Linked DNA regions of Rattus norvegicus: region 2 is linked to region 1. A link is a contact called in public Hi-C data. All regions are on one chromosome and are shown on one strand. The core of a region is the stretch at or near the end of the contact, and the rest is flanking DNA. Distances in the headings are between cores, read along the strand shown. Region 1 overlaps Fig4 (FIG4 phosphoinositide 5-phosphatase). Region 2 overlaps Ak9 (adenylate kinase 9).

Evidence for each region. Hi-C and Micro-C count contacts between places; a contact is called where the count stands out from the background.
Region 2: a contact with region 1 is called in a Hi-C map of kidney, with 4 times the contacts expected there. The contact joins two enhancer-like sites. A contact is called at or near these places in 8 of 12 Hi-C or Micro-C datasets (the A7r5 cell line, the Rat2 cell line, Schwann cells and 4 more).

The regions. Positions count from the first base shown.
Region 1 is chr20:46,294,995-46,299,189 of GRCr8, reverse strand. All of the region lies in intron 1 of Fig4 (FIG4 phosphoinositide 5-phosphatase), which reads left to right. Among named protein-coding and RNA genes, the nearest start is that of Fig4, 9.4 kb to the left of the region's middle. Within about 2 kb of position 2,104, at least 19 of the 93 cell types and tissues checked have an H3K27ac peak or open chromatin away from gene starts, as enhancers often do. A contact at or near this core is called in kidney, where this site is marked.
Region 2 is chr20:46,489,179-46,493,460 of GRCr8, reverse strand. It overlaps Ak9 (adenylate kinase 9), which reads right to left. Exons shown (of 40, transcript XM_017601822.3): 27 at 3,914-4,133; 28 at 2,590-2,655. Among named protein-coding and RNA genes, the nearest start is that of Zbtb24, 38 kb to the left of the region's middle. Within about 2 kb of position 3,015, at least 2 of the 93 cell types and tissues checked have an H3K27ac peak or open chromatin away from gene starts, as enhancers often do. A contact at or near this core is called in kidney, where this site is marked.

The DNA of each region.
Region 1 (4,195 bases), core at 855-3,354:
AGGAGTGCACACCTGTACCCCAGCTGTGCAGACAGGAGGAGTGCACACCTGCAACCCCAGCTGTGCAGACAGGAGGAGTGCACACCTGTAATCCCAGCTGTGCAGACAGGAGGAGTGCACACCTGTAATCCCAGCTGTGCAGACAGGAGGAGTGCACACCTGTAATCCAGCTGTGCAGACAGACAGGAGAATACTGAGGTTTGTTGGCCAGCCAGCCTAGCCAGTCCTGAGCTCAAGGTTAGAGAGACTGTGTGGAGAGTCATTGAAGAAAATGCCCTGTGTTGACCTTTGGCCTCCATATACTTGTACACATATGCACATATTCCAGGACACACACACACACACACACACACACACACACACACACACACACACACACACACACTTCCTGCTAGGATTTAGATTTCACTAAATCTGTGGACTGATTTGGGGAGAATTAAAATGTCACTTAGAAAGGGGGTCACTTCTCTCTTCGCCTCTTGGTCTCTTGCTTGCTTGCCTCAGCACTTCGAAGCTAGATTCGAAGTCACTAGAGAAGACACAACTTTCTCTTCTTTCTTAGGGGAAAAGTCCTCAATCTTCAGTTGTCAATAATGTGCACTGGGTTTCCCGTAGATGCCTTTTATTGGACCAAGGTTCTTTTTCTATTTCTGGTTTGCAGAGAACTGTTTTTTCTTTTTAGATTGATTTATTTGTTTTGTATGAGTACACTGTAGCTGTCCTTAGACACACCAGAAGAGGGTAATCTTTACAGATGGTTGTGAGCCACCATGTGGTTGCCAGGAATTGAACTCAGGACCTCTGGAAGAGCAGTCAGTGCTCTTAACCGCTGAGACATCTCTCCAGCCCCAGCTGAGAACTTAAAAAACAAACAAACAAACAAAAAAAAAACAAAAACAAAAACTGAGGGGCTGGAGAGGTGGCCTAGTGGTTAGGGACCCGGCTGGCCTTCCAGAGGACCTGAGTTTGGTTCCCAGCACCCATGTGGCTGTTCACCACGTCTGCAACTGCAGTCCCCAAGGGCCTTCCTTTGGCTTCTGAGGGTCCTTACTGTACAAACACGATGGACAGACACACATGCAGGCAAACCCTCTCCCCCTGGACACACAAAATATCTTTTAAATTAAAAATGTATGAATAACATGTTGCCATTTCTCCTCTTTACATTCCATTGCCTTAATGTTTTTACTGTAGTCAGTTCATCATCTTATTTTAAATGTTCAACTTTGAATTACAGAAATACAGCTTAGCCTATTATACTGTTTTCACACAGTGGATTCCATGTGCTAGTTAACACTTAAAGACTTTACGTTTAGTTGTTGTTTAATGATATTCCTCAACACCCCCGTTTTAGAACTTTTATATTTACTTCTGTGTGCACATCTGGCAGAGTGCACTGAGTTAGCGGTCACCTCTGGAAGTTAGTTCTCTCCAGCTGTCACATCAGGGGTTCTCTGAGGCTGCCGCCCTTCCACACAGGGCGACCTCAACAGAAAATTATGTCCATTGCTACTTATGACTGTGATTTTGCTTCTGTTATGAACTGTAGTGTAAATATGCTCTCTGGTGGTCTTAGGTGACCCCTGGGAGAGGGTCGTCATCCCCAGACTGAGAACCAGGAGTGCCCACCCACTCAGCTGTCTCTAGCCTCTTGTCTGGCTTTTATGTCTGGGCTCAGGTAGCTTTAGATGCTCCTTCTCCTTCCCGGAGTGCTTATGTATGACTGACTTTCTTTTTCAGTGTCCTTCCTAGTCCACTAGTGAAGCCTGCGTTGGAGTTGCTTTGTGGGTGAGATAAGAGGGCTGTATAGGTTGGTTTTTAATTGATCTTGAGTTTTGATAATTTGTGTTTTTCAAGAAGTTTGCCCATTTCATCTCAGTTTCGAATTTATTGACATCGAGTTACTAATAGTATGTTTTCCCATCCGTATCTTTGGTTTTATGAAAAAAATTTGCCTTTTTGCTCCCGACTAGAGTGTTTTGTATTTTTTTTTTTCCTCTCCGTGTGTGATGGTTAGTTTGATCAGCTTTCTACAACCCAGAATTCCCTGGGAGAAGAGGATCGGCTTGGTCTTGGTTATGTTAATTGAGGTGGGAAGCCCCACCCTCTGTGGGTGGCACCAGTGAGTGGGCGTGGTCCTGGGTTACGTAAGCGTAAAGCAGGTGAGCAGAGAAATGTGCTTTGATTTATTCCTCTGTTTCTAGCTGTTGACACAGTGTAATGGGCCAGCCTGGTGCTCCTGCTGCCATGGTGATGAACTGTAATCCCTCCTGAGCTAAAATTAACCCCTTCTCTCCTGAATTGTCAGGGACTTTTACTCACCGCAAGGGGAAACAAAACTAAGACATTCTTTAGTGACTGCCTGCCATTGAGACATTTATTTGTATGTGTGCATTGCATGCCTAAAGAGAAGAATCCTTTCTGGATAAGCTGTCGTTCATCTGGAACCTATCTCATCATAACAGTTTTCTCAGCTCCATAATCATCAATGATTTCAGTTGGCCACTGTGACCTTGCTTCAGTTAGAAATCAATCAGACAGTGTCTTGGGAGCATGGCTTAGCAAAGACTCTTGCCTCCTGTCTCAGCAATGTTGACAGTCATCAGAAAACAAAACAAACCCAGTGAGGAAGTGTTTCTTACAGTTTCAGAGACACACAGGTCCAAGATCAAGGCACAGGCAGGTTCAGTGTTTGTGAGGGACAGGCTATACCTGCACCATTGAGGAGATGATAAGTCCCTCCTGCCATTTGCTATGGGGTGCCACTCCTGTCCAGATCAAGTCACATCCAGAAGGCCTCGCCTCTTAGCATTGCTGTGTTGGAGTGAGATCTCAGGATACTTAGACCACAGCAACAAGTTCTTTTCCCCTAGCTTCATAAGGTGGATCATGACTTATTTATATTTTTTCTTTCCTGGTTTAAAACTGCAAATATAAGTTAAAAATAACCAAAAACCTAATGACAGATGGAGGGGCTGTTAGTAGCCAGAATAATAGTGTAAGACATCCTTACATTCTGAACATTATATAAGTAGTCTGAAGAATAAGACCATTTGAAAATGACACGGTAGGGGTCAGGGAGACAGCTCAGTGGTTAAGACCCCTTGCCACTCCTGTAGTGGCCCCGAGTTCAGTTTCCCAGCACCCACACTGGGTGGCTCACAGCTACCTGTGACTGCAGCTCTACAGGGTCCAATGCTCTCTTCTGGTCTCTCTGGGAGCCCCTACATGTATATGCCTAATTCACCTCCACACATATAAAAATAAATTATTAAAAAGCTAAGTAATAAGTAGATAATCCATGAATATGATTGGCTATTCAGTTCTTTAATTAAAGCATTAAAGTGGACGTAGACTCCCATTTTTACATTAATGTCTTAGTTGGCAAGTGTTTGAAAGACGTGAGCATACTTGTTTTGGTTGGTGTGAACGTGCGTTTTGGAATTAGAGTAATATAGTTGGCAAGATGGCTGCCTCTCATACCCAGCCTTTATCTGGAGAGGTAACTGGGTGTGTTTGCTCCTACTCGGAAGATCAGTTTGTCACTGTTCCCTGCGCAGAGGTAAATCTTGAGACATCTTTGTCACGGTTCCCTGTGCAGAGGTAAATCTTGAGAGAGGAAGGGAAGGGGTGGTGTATGGCACACAGAAGATTCCAGTCTTTGAAGTTTGAGCTCCCTAGCAGATGTCCCTGCTCCCCTGGCGCCCAGCACCCCCAGTCTGCCTCTTGCTTTGGAGATTGGTTCTAGTCAATGAGAGCGTGAGTTGCTCTAGGGGATTTAGCAGCTCGAAGTTGTCCTGGGTGAGACTGCACTGTGCCTTCCAGTTTATGGGTGCTTAATGGGTGCTGCTCTGAGGTGAGTGCACCCCTAAAAGGATTTGGGGTGCCCTTTATCCCCACACATGTACTTGAGTAAAATAAGAAACCACTCCACAAGGAATGCCTCTTGACCTTTATCACGTGACTGTGGAGCAAGCGAGGAGAGTCAGTGTGGGATGCTTGGCTGAGGGACAGGAGCAGGGGGCCATGGATGTCGTCCGGGAGAGAGAAGCATGGTTACAGCATGTCAGAGATGTGGTTGGGGCGATGGGATTTCACACGCACTTCTGGAGGAAAGAGAAGCTTCCCCATCAGTCAGGCTGGGTACCGCCTGTCAGGGTGGCATGCTTGTGAGACTTGCTGTCCTGCTCTTGGG
Region 2 (4,282 bases), core at 1,766-4,265, 190 kb before region 1:
TCCTACAGCTGCCCACAGGCACTGTACGAGGTGTGACAATGATACCGGTCCCCTCCCCCCATTTCCATAAAGCTGCTAGGGAAAACAACTCAATGCCCAGAGTGAACTTTCAGTTCATTAAGTCTCAGGGGTAAGCGGGAAGAGGCGTCTGTAGTTAAGCTGGACAGCCTGGGCTCCATCCCAGGGTCCACACGGCGGCATGAGAGAACCAACCCCCCAAAGTCCTAAACAGTCCTCTGGCCTCAACACACTACGGCATTGCAGGTCCCTCCCTCTCTCTCACGCACAGTAATAAAATTAATCCTAGGAGTTTTTTCTTATGGTTTGGTATATAAATTATTTAAGTCGGATACATAATCAATTTTATGAAGAACAAGTCTTAGAAAATTTACAACATTCTATTTTTTTTTTTTTACAAAGTAGAACACTGCATCTCCAAATTAAAATAAAAAAAGAATCCAGTGCTAACAAGTACAAAAATAATAAATTGGGATCATTTAAAGTTTATTCTAAAAACCAACTTTCACTTTAAAAAAAAAAAAAACAACAAGACCTTTCTACATAGTCAGGGCCCTGATTCACCTAAAACATAACAAAGAAGAGAAACGGAAGTATTGACAACTAGAGAAATTAAAACTGAACAATCCCCCCACTTCCAGTGACAACTCTACGCTCGAGAGAGACTAAATAAATGGCCGCGTATTATGTCTGAATTAGGAGTCTCTGCTCTCAGTTTTTTAGCGTACTGGAGAGACAGCCGTAAAACAGGATATAACCGGTAAGAACTGGCGGGAACTTACCAGTTTTGGTCTGCTAGACCCTAAAGTCTGTACTGGCTCTGGCAATTCTTTGCTGGGGAATGTGTCGTGATCATTCAGGTAGCACTAGAGATCCCCATGGGCTTTGTGTAGTTAGCTTTGCTGAGTCCAGGGTACAGTGCCATCTTGAGTGTGACCATTAGCGTGACAGTTTGGACAGAGTTCGCACCAGAACATGTTTGCAGATGAGATTAGCTCCGGCCACAGGTCTAGCCAGTTAATGCCTGCTTAATGAATGAGGGTGGGGTGGGAGGATGCTTGCTAATGGATAAAAGGAAGGCAGACAGGAGGGAGGGAGGAAGGGAGGGAGGAGGAAGGAGAAAGGAAAGAAGGAAGGCAAGCAGGCAGGCTGGCTGGCCAGTCTAGGTAAACCATGAAGAGGAGGCTTCTTGCTCTTTGAGAGTTTGGTTCATCACAGAGGGGAAAGCCTGGTTGCAGAATTGTGCAGCTGGGACTCCTAACTTCTTCACATCTCGGTAGACCAGGAAGAGTGGACAGGAAGTGAGGCTGGACTCTAACCTCAAGGCCTAACATCAACGACCCATTTCCCTCCTAAAGGCTCTACAACTTTTCAAAACCAAGACACCAGCTGATGTCAAACACGCAAGCATGTGAGGGGGTGGGGGTGGGGGTGGGGACAACACTTCGCACTTAAAACACAGTGCCTGTCTAGGTTCTCTCTCTCCGCCACCTCATTTCACATCCGAAAGTATCCAGAGTTTAGATTCAGGTCAACGTGATAGGCTCCATCTAACTCACCCCTATGCTCCCGGCCTGTCCGTGTGCAGGTAGCAGGAAGCATGAGAGCAAGATGAAAATTCAAAGGAAGAGAATCCCAAAGAAACAGTTCAGTGCACTGTACATTTTGTGTGAGAATACTTCAGGGTCTTTAGAGGTTTCTTTTTGTTCACGCCCAGTGAAGTGGTGCATGCTTTTAATCCCCAAATTCAGAGCCAGAGGCAGGGATGGGGGTGGGGAGGCAGAGAGAGAGAGAGAGATAGAGAGAGAGAGAGAGAGAGAGAGGCAGAGAGAGAGAGAGACAGAGAGAGAGAGGCAGAGAGAGGCAGAGAGAGAGGCAGAGAGAGAGACAGAGAGAGAGAGAGAGGCAGAGAGAGGCAGAGAGAGAGAGGCAGAGAGAGAGGTAGAGAGAGAGGCAGAGAGAGAGAGAGGCAGAGAAAGAGAGAGACACGGAGAGAGAGGCAGAGGCAGAGAGAGAGGCAGAGAGAGAGAGAGAGGCAGAGAGAGAGGCAGAGAGAGAGGCAGAGAGAGAGGCAGAGAGAGAGGCAGAGAGAGAGAGAGGCAAAGAGAGAGAGGCAAAGAGAAATAGAGGCAGAGAGAGAGAGGCAGAGAGAGAGAGGCAGAGAGAGAGGCAGAGAGAGAGAGAGACAGAGAGACAGAGAGAGAGAGAGAGACAGAGAGACAGAGAGAGGCGAAGAGGCACAAAGAGACAGACAGAGGGGCAGAGAGGCGAAGAGGCAGAAAGACACAGAGAGATGCATAGAGAGGGAGAGATGGACAGACAAAAAGAAAAGCCAGGGGTTGGGGGTGGGTAGGGACAGAGGCAGAGTCTGGTCTATATAGCAAGCTCCAAGTCAGCCAGAGTGACATAGAGAAAGATTCTGTCTCAAAACAAAACAAAACAAAAAACAAAAGTTGCTTATCTTTTCTGATTATAAATATTATAAAAGGTCATTTAAAATAGTAGCATATAGCATTCCAAAAATAAGAGAAATACATTTCACCAATACACACACATACAAAATCTGCTTACCTCCCCTTTCTTTCTTTTCTCTCGCTCTGAAATAAGTTCAGCTCTTCTTTTAGCGACCATATCTTCCTGTTGAGGGAACATTTACAGGTTTACAGGGAGCAAATGTGATAAAAATCACCTGCTATGTGTTAACGCTGGGGCTAAGGTATGGTGGAAGGGATCTAACCAGGAAAACACATGATGGTGATTGATCCAGCACAATCCTTGTCCTTCTGGGCTATCTCCCTCCCAAGGGTTGAAAATGTTTGGAAATCTAATTTTCTTACTGTGAAGACATGTCTTTGTAAGCACAGCTGTATCTCTGTGGAAAGCACACACACGTTGGAGGGTATATGCACAGGTGTGTGTGTGTGTGTGTGTGTGTGTGTGTGTGTGTGTGAAGGACCATGCCCTGATCTTTTCCGGGTCTGACATAGTGGATCTGTTCAAAGGTCCTCAGGGTTTTGGTGTTTAAGTTTAACTAATTTCAGTGTGCCTGCCAGAGGCTGGCACTGTCTTGGGCATTACAATATTTATTTATTTATTCTTTCACTTTCTTCTTAAAATACAATATCAAGTCAGGCAATACCTCTCCTCTAAGGGTCTGATAATGGGGACCCAGACAGAACTGTACAACAGCACCCAGGGCTGGACTCCCTGATATGGAAACCTAGAGGCACCTGGTGTGACACCTCCTGGAGCTAAAAATACCGTGAGGAAATGGGTTTGCACAGCCCTGAGTTCCAACCCCGCCGGTGAGACTGGATTCAGACAGACATTTAGAAGACTGGTCTGTGAGTGGCTGGAAGGATGAATTCAGAGCACCACTGCCTCCGCTGTGCTTATCGACTGCTCTTGTGCCTCACAGAGGCCTCCGGGGAGGCCTGAATACCGCTAATTCAGGAAGAGAAGCATTAACGCATTTAGATAGGAAAAAAAGCTTCAAGGAAGTCCTGCATTCGGGAGGCAGAGACATCCTGGTGATGTCTGAGTTCAAGGGCAGCCTGGTCTACAGAGTTTCAAGACAGACAAGTCCATATAGAGAGACCCTGTATCAAAAAACCAAAACCGGGGTTGGGGATTTAGCTCAGTGGTAGAGCGCTCGCCTAGGAAGCGCAAGGCCCTGCGTTCGGTCCCCAGCTCCGGGGAAAACAAAAACAAAAACAAAAAAACCAAAAAACTAAAACCAAAAAAGCTTCAAATAGCTTTAGATTCCTATTAAAGGATGAAAAATTGGATGAAAAATGTCTTCCTGCTTACGGCAGCATTCGGATTCGAAACCTCGTTGTTGTGAACGCTGCTTAGAAACCCACGTAGGAGATGAGCAGGCCCTCGTCCCGCAAACCTTGATTTTCGCCTTCATTTCTTTGATCATTTTTTTCCTCTCTGATTTCTTGAGTTGTTTCGTCTTCCATTTCTGAACTTGGGCGGGGAGGAGGCGATCGAAGATGTCTTGATCATCGACTTGTATTATAACTGCGGCGTCTGGGAAAAATCCCCGCTCTCCCAGAAACTGGGCCTCCTCAGGGTACCGCGGGAAGCCGTCCAGGATAAAGCCCGTGGAGCTGAGTGGAAAATTTTCATAATTTGCTTGAAACATCAGTGATACTCCAGATAGGCCACATCCAAAAGACAAACATCAAATGTTTCTCTCATATCAAGATCTATCAATCAATCAATCAATCAATCATCTACCTAGCTATCAATTTCTATA